Regions from separate parts of the Zea mays genome. Here region 1 is linked to region 2. A link is a contact called in public Hi-C data. All regions are on one chromosome and are shown on one strand. The core of a region is the stretch at or near the end of the contact, and the rest is flanking DNA. Distances in the headings are between cores, read along the strand shown.

Region 1 (3,218 bases), core at 152-2,651, 420 kb after region 2:
CGTGACCGAATGCACGGGCGGGTCAAGCAACGTCACCTTCGACAACCTGAGAGACCGCTACCACACGCAATGCGACCCCAGGCTGAACGCGTCCCAGTCCCTGGAGCTCGCCTTCATACTCGCCGAGAAGCTTAGGAAGCGGAGGATGCGGCGGTCGTCGGTGGCGTCTGGGCTCGGCGGCAGCATCTTGCCCTTGCCGCCCTTTGGCTTTTGATGTCTTGCACGCTGGCTGTGTGCATGCAGGGTGCAGTGCAGGGGTGTGGTAGGAGAATCTTACGTTGTCGTTTGCCTTGCTATGTAGTATGTAATGCTTTAATTTACTGCATTCTACGTCGTTTTTTCCCTTCTTCTTCTATTTGTTTCTTTTTGTACGTAGCTGCAGCTCATAAGAGATTGAATAATACTATTGCTGCCACATATATAGACGGAGTTGGCTTTGTGAATTAATAAAGTCCATTGCTGCTGTCGTCAACTGTTTCCTTCAACTCGTCTTTAGACCTGTTTTACCGTGTCTGTGTTGATGACCATCCCTACATACTCCTGCTCCGTGTGTGGTGTGTGAGATGCTCAAAAAGTCACGCCTGCCGTACATTCTTGACAAGCCAGCAGGCGAGCTAACCGAACAGATGGAGGAGGATGTGATTCGATCTCCAATATCGACTACAATTCTGTCTAGAGTCGAGACACATGTGCGGTAGTGCTAGGTTGATTCTGTCTGCACGCAATTTTCGCGTTTATTATACATTTTGATTCGTCTCGCGCTATAAAATAAATCTCTCCTTTCCAATATATTAGGGAGTGCTGCTTGGTTCCCTCCCTTTTAGTCTATTTTATTACTAAATACGAGGATCAAAAGGGAATAAATCAGTTTTTCTTCCATCCCTTTAGTCCTATTTTTTTGGTAATTTAGGGATTATAAAAAGAGAGATTACAATTTAGTGTCATGGAACCCTTAGTCATTTTAGCATTTTTTTGTCCATACTCAAATAAATTATTATAAATCTAGACACATAGAATACATTGAAATGGAGGGAGTAGCGTTTTTTCTTTTGAAGCATTATTTGGACCATTTTTGGAGGCTGTCAACTAATGGCCGCTTGGTCTGGTGTGTTTGCAACATAGTACTCCGTATAATAAATAAACTGAAGTTTTTTTTTTGGCTTCCGGAGTTTGCAGGCGCCAAAGCAGAAAGGGACCCACGCCCAGAGCCCGAATACGGTCCCCAGGCTCCCTATAAATAAGCCCCCCCCCCCCCCCCCCCCCCCCCCCCCCCCCCCCCCCCGCGCCGCGTGGACGCGTGGTCCAGCGCGTCCCCCTGCTTGTTTCCCACGCGCAATTTCCTACCGATCTGAAGAAAGTCCGATCAATTCCCACGCCCGGCCTTGGGCTCTGTCTCTCTCTCTCTGCTCAACGCCTCAACCCAACCCACCGACCAGCCCGACCGGGGGGCGGGGGGCGATGGAAGCGGCGGGCAACGACCGGAGGGAGGCGGCGCTAGGCGCCCTCTCCGTGCTCCCTGACGAGGTGCTCTGCGCCGTCGTCGACATCCTCTCGCCCGCTGACATCGGACGCCTCGCGTGCGTCAGCAGGTGCGCTACCCCCGCCCGCCCGCCCGCACCTCTCCCCTTCGCTTCGTCTTCGGCTTTACTACCATCTTTGCGATTAGCTCCCTCCTTGTTAGCTAGTACTACTAGTAGTAGCCAGGAATCACGGATTATGTCCCCGCGTCCGAGTCCTGGGACGTGGGTGCCTTGCCTATCTAGTATTTATTAGAGTACATCATTACATGTCAGTGGGCCAGCAGAATTTTGCAGTTCTGAAAGGCAAGGGAATGGGAATGCACTTGCGCAAGCTAGGCAGCAGTATCGATGTCAAAACGTGCGAAAATGCACAAGTCCTGGGGATCAGCTGTTTGGTTCATCATTCATGACTATCGTTACTACCTAGGCTTTGTTCGTTTACATCTCTGGTTTAGTATGGATTGGAATTAAATCCATGTCATAGTCGGTGCCCCCAAAATAATCTAAGACTACTTAAATTTTTTTATTCGGTTAAACCATCATGGAATATAATCTAAGGGTTTGGGAATTTTTTAAAATATGGAAGACATGGATTCTATCCATAGCTCATTAGGTATGGAACAAATCAATGAAGATATTGCACAAGTTTACATTAGAATCCATGGATCAAAAGAATAGCTAGCTTTGAGAGACACATGGATTAGTTGATGGATTTAATCTCACCATGGGATTAGGTGTGAGGTATGAATTCACCCAATACATACCCAGATTAAATCCATAGTGGGATTTCAGGGTATCCACTAAGGCCTTGTTCGGTTATGGATTGCACAAGTTTACCGAACAAGGCCTTACTAGTTTTTATCATGGGGGAACCTGGAGCCTACCGGTAGCGTGCATGAAGTGAAATAGTTAACTTTATGTACCACTTCATAAAAAAATGGCCATTTTGTAAACAGATTCAAGGAAGATCACCCCAGAAATAAGTATAACAATGATCAGAAAAAACATTTTCCTTATCCTTTCCTCCCAATGATGCGCAAAAAAATTGCTTCTGGGTTCGCTAGATATTTTTTTTTTCAAGTTTCGTTTGAGAATTTTGCAGCTTTGATATGTTTCTAGTTATGCTCCTAATGCTGACCCTGTTCTAAACAGTTCAAAATCCCTTTCTCGATCTGGCGATCTCTTTCTTACCTGATTAGAAAAACAGGGTCCTTATGTTACATTTTCTTAGTTATTTGTCTTGCTAGTATCTATACATAATATCCTTCTAGGGTTTGGAACTATGTTCATTCTTAGATCACTTTCAGTGTCATGTACATACTTTGTAATGAAGAACCTCTCTGGATGAGCAAATGTCTTTCAATCGGGGGTCCTCTTGAATACAAAGTTTCCTGGAAGAAGACGGCACTATGTAGGTACGTGCAAATTCAAGTCCTGCAACATTTGGTAATGTTTTACTTATGCCAAGCCATTTTATCGTGTAAATCTTACTACTTTAGTATTTAGGGTACCATCCTTATTGATCAACGTAGACTATTTTGAGAAAGTGAGACACTGATTGCTTCATTTCCAGGCTTGGTCTATGTTCAGAAAATAAGGAGATTTGGCAGAAGCCTCGTCAGTTCGATGGTAATTTACATGAACGTTTTGTTTTCCATTTCTGTATTTTTTTCTAAATAAGGTGACACACCGATTATT
Region 2 (3,135 bases), core at 268-2,767:
TCAATTCTCGGAGGAATTACAATTGGCATTAAAAACAGGAACAATAAGCTCAGATAAGATGCATCCTCAATGGCTGCTCTTCCAGGCGGAAGAAATCCGCAGCTCGTGTGGAGTGCTAAGGCCTTGTTCGTTTGTGTCGGATTGCATATGAAATCGTTCCAGCTAATCAAAGTTTATATAAATTAGAGAGCAATCCGGTTAGGAATCGTTCCGACCCATCAATCCGGCACAAACGAACAAGGCCTAAGGAGGCAGAGCACCAACGAGCAAAGGTTAGATCAAAACTGGTCTCAAGAAGCTGTGGCCGGTGATCGAGCGCAGGGGCGGACCCAATACAAAACAAGAGTATAGAATTTCTCAGACTTATTTTGTCGATGGAGGGAACGAGGGACATCTCAAGAATGTGTTGTTGATTTCGGTTCGGTGGGAGTAGAGATTTTGTGCCGACGCAACGCACTTACGCACGGGCATTGTACTAGTATACTAGTTTATGCTCTAATTTATACAAATTGGATTCCCAGTTTCTTAAAAACCAAGAAGCTAGCCTGCTCTAGATAAAGCAAGTTTATAAAAACTAAGATGGTTCTAAACAACATTATCAGTTTTTTTTCTCATAAACCAGTTTCTAAAAAATAGAAGATAGAAATTGGATTTTTAAAAACTAGGTTGCTTCTAAACAGGTCCTAAATAGATAAATAGTAATGAAAACTGTAAAGGTATCGATCCAAATAACCCATTTTAACTTAGATGCACCGTAAGATTTATAAATCTAAAACACATCCATAAATAGAGACTTTAGGGCTTATTGAGATGCTCGTTTATCCACCTCAATCTATGTACATTGGAATAGATTGGTGTGAAGTTTAAACTAAATCCTACATCAATCTACTTCAACATATATTTAAGTAAGAAGACCTTAGATAGAGAGAATATTTTTAGGTGACATGTATTTTATAATTTCTTCGATTTTTTATATAGATAGATATAGATATATAGATAGATATGAATAAAAACACGTGAAAATGGTCATGTAAGACTGTTGAGTGTACTATAAATGGGATGGAGTGGGACATGCTCTGGTGGGCTTCTGATCTCCCACGCGGCCTTGGCCCAAACAATGACAAAGCCAGCCAACGAGCCCAGACGCGATTCAACCGCAGCGCATGTCCGGGAAACCCGCATGCTAGGTTACGTCGGGCGTCGCTGTTGCTTCGGCTGGGAATGGAGCACGGCAACTTGCCCCGCTGTCCCGCGGGTCCCGCCGATGTGGACTGGTCCAGCCAATGGGGCGCCGGCAACTGATCGGATCGCACCGGCGCCTCGTGTCCACTACCTCGGCACCGTCCCCGGGCCCACCACACCCGCTCCCAGCCGCTAGTTTAGCAAACAACCCCGCCGCGCATACGCGCCAAAGCCAAACAATTTCTTTCCTTTTTCTCTCTCTCCCTTCTTCCACTTATCTGCAAAAAAAAAAAAAATCGTTCTGCTAATTTCGGAGCTCAAGACGCTCGCCCCATCTCTCCTCTCGTCGTCTCTCTCATCCATCCTGCCAAACAAAAAACGAAAAAAAAAAATACTCCTGCTGTTTGCTAGAGCGAGTGAAAAAAAAAGAATAGTCTCAGAACCATCTAGAGACAGCGGCCCGTGGAGCGGACAGCTGAGCGAGCAAGCCTGCGCCCTTCCGAAGTAGAAGCTGTAAGATCCATCCCGTTCTTGGGTTCTTCTCCCCCTCTTTCTCTGCTCGTTCCTGAACGCGAATTCGGGCGACGGATTTGAGGTGGCCCGGTGCTGTTCTTGTCTTTTGTGGGGGCTGGGATTCTTCCCCCCCTCTGTTGGGTCCTAGAGCCGTTTCCTTTTTCCCTTTCTTCTCTGGCGGTTCTGTGCGCGCTACCTAGTGTTTGATTGGCCTTTGGTGTTCTTGTGATTCCTCTTCATTCTCTCTGGTCATGAAAGGAGAGAGAAAAAAAAAGATTTGTGGATCTTCGGTGAAGTGGCTTCTACAGCTTGCTGACTTTTCTTCCTACTGATGATTTATCCTTGCTCCTGCAGGTTCTGATCCACAGCTCTCGATTCCGGAAGGTGAGAACATGTCCACCCCCTGTTTATTTGTACTTTCTTGTAGACTTCTAGGCCCTTCTGGTGAGATGTATGCAGCACATGTTTTAGCGCGCTGTTTGATCTGAACCCCAACGTATCGCCAGGCAACTGAACGTGGCTGCGGTAGTTTTGTTTCGAATATTAGTACTGTTGTAGCGACCTGTTTCGGAATATGGCTGTTTGTTTAGTTCACAGTTCCTTTCATTTTTTTCCCGGGTAATTCATCTCATTTTCTGCACTTCTGGTTTGTAGGAGTTGGTCAAGAACTGGGGATCCTGAGTTGAATATGATATCAAATCCGGTGGACTGGTATAGTTTCGGACCCGGATAGAATTGGTAGGGATGCCAGATTGGAGGGTGCGTGAGGTAATCTCAGTTTCATGAATTCCTCCTCTCTCTTTTGGTGAAAAGTTTCATGAAATCCTTGATGGACATAGCATCTCACTCCTTTTTTCAGCCACTCCGTTTTATACATGAGATTATAACCAATGATGTGGTATGTATCTGTTTGCAACTTCGGGAAAAAGCAATTTAGAAATACCAGTGTTCTTAGATTTAGTGGACTCAATAAGTGAAAAATCGGGGAAAACAGTAGGTCAGTGTGCGCGAGGATTTTTTTTTCTTCCAAATCCATAAAAGCTGTGCAAGTCAGCAAGTGTACAGATTAGTAAATTGGCCCACCATGGTTTGAGCCTGTGTGTATATAAGATTCTTGGTACAATATGCATGTTCATTCTCATTTCTATCAACTGATGTAAGAATGAGTAATATTTCTATATCCTCGCATTTCAAGCTAACTAAGTTATGCTTCAAATTCGTTCCATGCCTAGTTAGCGCGAGTGGCTTAGTTTTATTTATTGATACTCAGCATCAATTATGTAATCAGGTTCGGCGTTTATTTCATTGAAGTGCGCTTGCCACCCATAATAGATCCACAGTTGTTTTTGCTCTGGATAGATGAGTGGGGATTTAGTGGCTAGCCCCTCATACGTGAAAGTGCCTAGTGCCTGTTTTGGTGAAGTAAGTTGACCTGTGTTT

What was found. A called contact is a pair of places that touch in the nucleus more often than the background predicts.
Region 1: a contact with region 2 is called in a Hi-C map of bundle sheath, with 1.8 times the contacts expected there. The contact joins the promoter of LOC100383440 here to the promoter of LOC100276227 in region 2. A contact is called at or near these places in 3 of 25 Hi-C or Micro-C datasets (bundle sheath, ear and tassel).

The regions. Positions count from the first base shown.
Region 1 is chr1:67,930,642-67,933,859 of Zm-B73-REFERENCE-NAM-5.0, forward strand. It overlaps LOC100383440, which reads left to right and starts at 1,402. Exons shown (of 16, transcript NM_001176090.1): 1 at 1,402-1,589; 2 at 2,828-2,935; 3 at 3,094-3,149. The coding sequence starts at 1,459. LOC100274492 reads left to right here. Exons shown (of 4, transcript NM_001353618.1): 4 at 1-445. The coding sequence ends at 214.
Region 2 is chr1:67,506,378-67,509,512 of Zm-B73-REFERENCE-NAM-5.0, forward strand. LOC100276227 (Protein LNK1) reads left to right here and starts at 1,518. Exons shown (of 11, transcript NM_001363291.1): 1 at 1,518-1,695; 2 at 2,050-2,079; 3 at 2,350-2,463. The coding sequence starts at 2,440.